Linked DNA regions of Salmo salar: region 1 is linked to region 2. The links are chromatin contacts, called in public Hi-C maps. All regions are on one chromosome and are shown on one strand. The core of a region is the stretch at or near the end of the contact, and the rest is flanking DNA. Distances in the headings are between cores, read along the strand shown. Region 1 overlaps LOC106603419 (homeobox protein cut-like 1). Region 2 overlaps LOC106603419 (homeobox protein cut-like 1).

Region 1 (4,324 bases), core at 1,657-4,156, 95 kb after region 2:
CCAAGCAGCACAATCTCGCAACAAGCATTCTTTTCTCACTGATAATAAATTTGTTCCAATTATTGTAAAAAGCCCTGGCTGAGAGTTGCAACACTTCAAACGATTAATGTTGCGCCGGGTTCGGAGCGTGACATCATTGTACACATTAGCTCCGCTCCAGAACGGGGATATGCTCTTTACCCCACCAGCGTCACACAGTGCTGCCAAGGCAGAAAGAATTAGCCAGTTTCCATGTTCCACAAGCTGGCCAGCTTGCTCATTAGCCATCCCCTCAGCTAAAATTAACCAGCCCAGCTATCAACTCACACAACAAAGGAACAGAGAGCATAGTTTACACACTGTCCTGGGAAGACCCAAAGCCTGAGCTAGCTACTATCACAGCCAGTGTAGCGGCACAATTGGGATGTGGCCCAGCTTTAAGCCTAAGTGTTTCCTGGTTAGCCTCTGAGCCAGTTGGATTTAATGAGTCACTTATCTGTTGATTATGGTTAAAGGTAGAATCTTTAGTTGCTACATACACATTTTTTTACTCCAATGTTTGTAAACAATGTAAATGTATACAAACCCTGTATAGCCTTAAAACATGGTTCAAACTATACTTTTGATATATGGGATGGCCAGTCCTTGCTTTCATACCTCTGTCTAGGAATTTGAGAATGGTTACATTTCTCCAGGCCCATCCCTCAGCTTTTTACCAAAACAGAGGCAGGCTTTGTTTTTGTTTCAACTAAGGATTCTAGCTTTAATAGTTACAGTTTGGTTGATACATTACCAGAGAAACAGGCTCAAGCAGCATAGTGGAGACTTATCCAGTCCTTTCACCTATGGCTGGCCTTAATTCCTTAGGATAGGAGATGAGGAACACATGCAATTTTAGAGTATTGGGACAAAGCCTGGTTGTCATAGGACTGCTCACCGCATCACCCTCTGACTGCTCAATTAGCCCCACAGAGAAGTGTCTCCCTCCCTCCCATCCTTCCATCACTGTTCCCTAGACCTGGCCGCAGCTCACTCCCCCCTCTACTGTGAGGTGGCCAGGACCAGTGATGGATGGTGTCGTTTAGCAGCTCCCTTCAGCCAAACTCACAGAGATCGGGCCAAATCACTTCCATGTCTGTCAGCTACAGTAGCCTTACTGTAGCACTGCACCCTCTTGGCTAGGTTGTTATAAAATACAATGTGTTTTCACTAGCTCACCTGGATAACTAAAGGTAATACAAATAGTAATATGTTTAGCCTACTAGCCTAGTCTCTCTTCTACCTGATATAGCCCAGGCATATTGGGACATTATTAGGCAAACTGCACTGAGATTGGACCAAATACTCCCATGTTCACCAAAACAACTAGCCACTATCCTTAATATCGGTAAGGCAACAAAAAATGAAGTTAGATTCACACTGACACAGATGACGCACACAGCCAAATCAGATTTCTTACAGGACTCAATCACTGTTATTTTGTTTCACACACAGTTTAGGAAATATGGGCACAAAGGATGCCTCTCAATGAACATGTTTACCCCTGCTGATTGCACCTACATCTAATCATTTTCAATGGGACATTCTATTATGTGGTGGTCCACAATATGTATTTTCTAAGGTGCTGTGATTTATGACAATGGAATTGTGTGATATGATTTAGACCCTCATGGTTTATTTAGAATAGATGAACAAGTTCACCCTTGTACTTTACTTTAATACATAGACTGAGATCCACAGGGCTGCTGTGTGCATCACGGCATCCAATTGAATGCGATAAGAATGCAGTTGGAGCTGTGTGCGTATCTGTAACATTTCCATGTGTAATATAAGTGAGAGAGAATCTGTGTGTTCAGCGCACAAACAAAGCCCTGTCGGAGTCAGTGAGAGGAGGAAACTGTAAAGCAGCCCTTCCATCTCACACCCAAGAGATTCTCTCAGCGGGACTGGCGTCACCTGTTCTGTCTCCCAGCCTCCCAGCCCCATGCTGTCTACTCATCCACTTCTCTTCTCTTTAGAGGAACTGCTCCCCAAATCCCAGCGCCTTTCAGTAGCGCTTCACATCTCAGCCTCTCTCTCTCTCTCTCCGCTACGCTACGCTGCCTGCGTTTGTTCAGCCGCCCGACGTTCAGCTCACCTGCATAAAAAACAGTGTGAGAAGCACAGGGTAGAGCAACACAACCCCCCTCCTTGCTGCCAAAGGCATGTTTGAGGGGTCCCCTGGGATATAGTGGGGGGAAATAGAGCTCCACAGCGCTCTGCGTGAGAGCTCACAAGCTTTGAAGCCTTTCAAGAACCTGGGATTCTGCTGTGGTGAATGTTTATGCTGCGAACAGAGAGGGAGACCTTGGTGGTTGTTTTTTATTTATTTATGTGAATCCAGACCTTTTTTTATGCCTTTGAAACAACTCAGGCACTCAAACGCCAGTCAAACACTATTTAAACTGTTTCTTCTCTGAGTGAAGTCAGCCACAGTTGCAGCAGACAAAATGCTGCCAACTTCTGATGGCAAGTTTTCAATGCCGCCCTCCCCCCTACCTCGGAAACTTAAAGAATGTGTAACGTTGATGCGTGTTCATGCAAGGAATTCAAGTTTATTCCAACAGTGGAAAAAAAGGCTTTTAAATGTTGACAGTAGCTCATGCCCTAATTCTAATCCTTTTTAAATAGATTTTCAGGTACTGTTTAAGTTTGACACTTTTTTTTCTTCTGAATATTGCTCTATCCATGCTTCAGCTGACGTGGTTTACAGTTTTAGTTTTTCGTAAAAAAATGTGTAACCTTGATTCATATTAACCTACAACATGTCAATCGTACAATGTATTCCTGATTCTACTGGCCTTCTAGTGACTACCTTCTCGATCCCTCTGTGTGGATATAACCCCTCCTCTCTCCCCAGGTCAGCGTCTATTTGGGGAGACCATCTTGGGTCTGACCCAGGGCTCGGTGTCTGACCTGCTGGCGAGGCCCAAGCCCTGGCACAAGCTCAGTCTGAAGGGACGTGAGCCCTTCGTCCGCATGCAGCTCTGGCTTCAGGATCCACGCAACGTGGAGAAACTCATGGACATGAAACGCATGGAGAAGAAAGGTAATCCTTCTTTCCTCCCCTCTATATTTTTTGTGTTCTTCTTTACCTCCCTCCCTACCTCAACTCTGTAACCAGTTCTAAATCGCCCCCTAGCCTAGCCCTTACAAATCTCAAATGGTTAAAGCCAAAGGACAGTATGGCATTTGCCCCGCCTTGTGCTCTGACAGGTTAGGCAGAATTTGTGCCTCGTTGTCCTTGGATAGGATTTGGAGTTGGGCATTAGTGTGTCCTATGTCCTGTCCTTGTAACTTAGACAGAGACTAGGATAGAAAGAAGTCTTTGTACACTGATATAGCTACTGGATAGCTACCTCCATAGGCCATATTTTTACCCACCAACATCAGTCGTCGTCGTCGTCGTCCCCCCAGGATCGTGCCATGTCCTCAAGGCCGCCATGCAACCCTCGTAAACGGAAGGAAGTAAAGAATACTGTAAAACGAGATGGAGCAAGAGAACAATCTAGCCAACAAGAGAGAGGAAGAGGAATAGTGATTGCTCTTTTTCCTCCTCTAATAGCCCAGATGTGTCCCTGGGCTGCCGAGTCAAACAGCCCATGCCCAGAGCTCCTGGTTAAAAACAAAAGGGGGAGGAGACGTGTGTGTGTGTGTGTGTGTGTGTGTGTGTGTGTGTGTGTGTGTGTGTGTGTGAATGCTGTCGAGATCGATCTGGGTGTGAGACATCAACGCTCTCATCAGACATGACAGGCCCCAATCTCTCCGGGGTACACTTATTCAAAGTCCAATGCACTCATCAGAGCCCTCTTTTCTCCCCTTCCACCCACTTCCCACTCTGTAAGCTAAGTGAACATTCTTGGAGTGATTAGGCCTATTTAACACTTCTCCCGGGGTATCATCATTACTGGTCCTTCTTTGGGACTGGGGCTGGCGCTAGGCTACCTATGAGTCAATGCCCAGCCTGCAGGGGTATGTGTGGGTTAGCATAGCATGGAGGCTAACCTCTGGGAGCCTCATCATCAGCCAGCTAACGCTAGGGCCTGGAAGTTATTTTCCCTGCCTCAAGACCAAATCAAATGAAAAGTGTGGTAGAAAGCACAGGAGTGAACAGGAGAAAGCTGACGGGCTGTGAGCGTCAACAGCGTCATAGCGCGTCAATTTCTCAAGTTTATGCGGATCAATGTTGGTAAAATAAGCAGATAAATTGAATGGGTCATTTGTAGAAAAGAGGAATTGTTTTGATCTTCCATATGCTAAGTAGACTAAATATGTAGTTTAAAATGTGTTTGGCTGTAAGCTAAGG
Region 2 (4,260 bases), core at 1,076-3,575:
ACATTATTACATACATTTTTTCATTATTAAAGTGGCTAGAAATGAGTCAGTATGTTGGCAGCAGCCTCTCTGAGTTAGTGATGGCTGTTTAACAGTCTGATGGCCTTGAGATAGAAGCTGTTTTTCAGTCTCTCGGTCCCCGCTTTGATGCACCTGTCCTGACCTCGCCTTCTGGATGATAGCGGGGTGAACAGGCAGTGGCTCGGGTGGTTGTTGTCCTTGATGATCTTTTTGGCCTTCGGGTGGTGTAGGTGTCCTGAAGAGCAGGTAGTTTGCCCCCGGTGAGGCGTTATGCAGACCTCACTACCCTCTGAAGAGCCTTACGGTTGTGGGCGGAGCAGTTGCCATACCAGGCGGTGATACAGCCCGTCAGGATGCTCTCGATTGTGCATCTGTAAAAGTTTGTGAGTGTTTTTGGTGACAAGCCAAATTTCTTCAGCCTCCTGAGGATGAAGAGGCGCTGCTGCGCCTTCTTCACCACGCTGTCTGTGTGGGTGGACCATTTCAGTTTGTCCGTGATGTGTACTTCGAGGAACTTAAAACGTTCCACATTCTCCACTACTGTCCAGTCGATGTGGATAGGGGGCTGCTCCCTCTGCTGTTTCCTGAAGTCCACGATCATCTCCTTTGTTTTGTTGACATTGAGTGTGAGTTTATTTTCCTGACACCACACTCCGAAGGCCCTCACCTCCTCCCTGTAGGCCGTCTCGTCATTGATGGTAATCAAGCCTACCACTGTAGTGTCGTCTGCAAACTTGATGATTGAGTTGGAGGCGTGCATGGCCACGCAGTCATGGGTGAACATGGGGTACAGGAGAGGGCTGAGAACGCACCCTTGTGGGACCCCAGTGTTGAGGATCAGCGGGGTGGAGATATTGTTACCTACCCCCACCACCTGGGGGCGGGCCGTCAGGACCGTTGTTCTGCCTCTGAACAAAGCAGTTAACCCAATGTTCCTCGGTAGGCCGTCATTGCAAAAAGAATTTGTTCTTAACTGACTTGCTTAGTTAAATAAAAATACGATTTATTTTTTATTTTTTACATACAATATGTGTGTGATTGTGTAAAGGCATACCTGCCCCTGTCCTCGAACCCACTCCTCTCTGCCGTATCCTTGAGTAAGATGTCCCTCTTTCTGTATATGATTAAGCTACGCTCTCTCCAGCACCTCCCGCCCCCATGGCACACAGAGAGAGGGGGTGACTGTGATGATGGCACAGGGTGGTGCTCGTTCTCTGATCTCCCTATGGCACTGAAGCTGATTCCAGGCGATGCCCGATCTGCCCCAGAGGAGCAATGTGTCAGCCATCACAGACCATCACTGTGTGATGCCGTTTCGCTCGTCCATCCTATCCCAGCTCCACTCTTATGATGAGATCTCTAATGTTGTACGAGGTAAACTTTGGCTGTAATCACAGATCTAGGATCAGATTACCCAATACCCAATCCTCACCACCATTAGGGGGATTAGAACACATCTGACCCTGGACCAGTGGTTAGAGGAACATCAACCTACTTCTAATGTAAGGCTACAGCAATGAGGAAAATTAGTAGAACTATATATCCATACTACGGTTGCTGCCTGCAAGTAGGCCTAGTGTGTTAGGCCCCCCATATGACAACCCCAGGTGACACAGAGATGAAGAGAGGGAGCTAGCTAGCTGTTTCCTGTTTCCCTAGGAAGCCCAGAGGATGCTCTAAGTCACCGTCCTCTCAGACTATAATTCCCTGCTTAAAAGAAAGCTGCAAAGCCAGTAATCCCTCCTACCCAACCCAAAAAGAAGCACACTCAAACACACACACATATATATACTCTCTCTCCCCGCAATCTCTCCCCCGCACACGCACACCACTCCGGATCAGTTATCCACAGCTTAAAACCTGCTCTGCAATTAAGGGGTTAGGCCAGGTCACAGACAGAGACAAGCAGGCCAACGGTTTCCCCTGGCCCCTAAGCCGATGCCAAAGCCTTCCTTGTGTTTCATCTAGCTCCCGCTAGTGTCATTAGGCTAGCAACCGCCGTCTATTTTTAAGTTGTTCCCGCACCCCTAAAGAGTCCAGATGGTTCATTGGAGGGGCGTTATGCTATACCTGTGAGCTGGTCAGCTTTGGCGTCGGCCCAAATCTCGCCTTTTTAACACAAACGGACTAACACACACACACACAGACAGAGGAATCATCTGTTTGTGTGTGTGTGTGTGTGATCATTCAGAAGGCAGCACGGCCGGCGTTGCCAGATGCCCTCCCCTGTCAGAATGTGTATGGGACTGCATTGGAGAGAGAGGCAGAGAGGCAGATAATCTGCACTGAGCCATGGCCGCACAGTCACGCAGGGCCTTGGCACACACACACACACACACACACTCCGGTGCCATCCATCCCATTACCTTACCTCTCTCTCCCTCCTCAACCCCCCCCCCCCCAGTCACTATCTGGCCCACTTCACCTTCTCCCCCTTTCTCTTCACTTTCAATGGAAAGCCAAAGAGGGAAGCAGCCTCTTCCTGACAAGATGTCTGCTGGATCCCTTTGCCCAGTAAGCAGGGAACTTTAATTGCTCCATCTGCGATAGAGAGAGAGGAGAGAAGGAGAGAAAGCGGAGAGAGTGAGAGAGGGAAAGAGAGAGAGAGGGAGGGAGGGAGGGGGAACTTGGGAACTTGGCGCTGCCTAGTTTGGATCCAGATGTTTTCCAGAGAAAGCCCATTTGAACATGTTTCATTTCTCTCTCCCATAGGAGCAAAAAGTGACTGGGGCTCACTGGCGTTTGTCAGTGGCAACTGCCTGCCTTGCTCCATAAATCAAAACCTCTAACAGAGTCTGGGCAGGAGACGTCCAAAATACTGTTTTTATTTGATTTCTCCTTTTTAGAACCCACTGTTTGGTGTCTGTAAACACTGTAGTTCTGGACACTTTTAACTTAGTGTGTAAGTTGCTGACTTGCAGTTGTACTGTGCCACATATTTTTGTGAATTTGAGCAAACACTGCCACCCTATGGGTTGGGAAGGAAAGTGTAAATGTTGGGGGGCGGTGGTAGGTGTGTGTGTGTGTGTTGGGGGGAGGTGGATGGAACAAACAGAACTCCTTTCCTCTTTGGTTGGTCTAAGTGTGTGTGTTTTTAGTCCAAAAAACACTGGAAGTAGATCCTGGCTGACTGACACTAGCAGTGTGGTACAGTAGCTCTCCCCTGCTTCCCCCTCCCTCCCCTCTTCCCATCCCCTCCTCTACCCAGGGATGACCCAGTTAGCTGGCTTTGGCCCAGTTCAGAGGCGATGCCAGGACTGGCTGGCTGGCTGCTCACACTCCCAGAGCAGTGGAGGAACGCACAGTCAGGCCTGGACTGGGCTCTCAGGAGACACCACAGACACACATAACACACACGCTACCTCTGGGCTGCTCAGTGCAACCTCAACAACAGCCACACACATGAAGACTCTGAACCCCACAGTGGGCGAGTCCACTGTCTATCATTAGCTCACGTAGCTAGGCCAATGGGACACCTTTCTTACTCTTATACACTGCAGGTAGAAAGAAGTCTGCAAGTGGATTAAAAAAGTGCTTTACTATGGTAGTTTACTATGGTAGTTTACTATGGTAGTTTACTATACATTTACATTTTAGTCATTTAGCAGACGCTCTTATCCAGAGCGACTTACAGTAGTGAATGCATACATTTCATTAAAAAAAAAAATATTCTCCGAACTATGGTAGTTTACTGAGGTAGTTTACTGAGGCCAAATGGTGAGTATCTTGAAAAGGAAGAACAGTACAGTTGGTCATTTTGACGACCAATACGTCTTTAACTTGTTGAATAAAGGTTATACTGTATTATTTTTCTCTGAAGAGTGGTATTAGATCCAAATGCCTTACATTGGCCATCTATACATTAGGAAATATTTTTATTGACAGTGCATGATTGTGAGGTGGTGTAATGTATAGAGCACAGCTCTGGCTTTAAGGGTTTAGTGTGTGTGTGTGTGTGTGTGTGTGTGTGTGTGTGTGTGTGTGTGTGTGTGTTAGATCATATAAAACGGGTGTGTGATGGTGTACATAGAGTACTCACCACTAATATAGTTGCTTCCATGTGACTGAAAGCTGATCCAAAGTGCATCAAAGCGTGGGGGGTTATAATAGTGTGAGAGGGCTGATGCATTACGTCTGTCACATGACCCAAAGATGGTGTTTAACCAACCAACCATCCACCAACCAACCACGCAATTTAAAAAGGCTTGGACAAAACCCTTTCTCCTCTCTCGCCAGCTG

What was found. Hi-C and Micro-C count contacts between places; a contact is called where the count stands out from the background.
Region 1: a contact with region 2 is called in a Hi-C map of muscle, with 3 times the contacts expected there. The contact joins two enhancer-like sites. A contact is called at or near these places in 2 of 3 Hi-C or Micro-C datasets (gill and muscle).

The regions. Positions count from the first base shown.
Region 1 is chrssa04:59,842,670-59,846,993 of Ssal_v3.1, forward strand. LOC106603419 (homeobox protein cut-like 1) reads left to right here. Exons shown (of 23, transcript XM_045717152.1): 21 at 2,879-3,067. Among protein-coding and RNA genes, the nearest start is that of LOC106603469, 72 kb to the right of the region's middle. Within about 2 kb of position 2,907, at least 1 of the 13 cell types and tissues checked has an H3K27ac peak or open chromatin away from gene starts, as enhancers often do. A contact at or near this core is called in muscle, where this site is marked.
Region 2 is chrssa04:59,748,131-59,752,390 of Ssal_v3.1, forward strand. All of the region lies in intron 3 of LOC106603419 (homeobox protein cut-like 1), which reads left to right. Among protein-coding and RNA genes, the nearest start is that of trnae-uuc, 48 kb to the left of the region's middle. Within about 2 kb of position 2,326, at least 1 of the 13 cell types and tissues checked has an H3K27ac peak or open chromatin away from gene starts, as enhancers often do. A contact at or near this core is called in muscle, where this site is marked.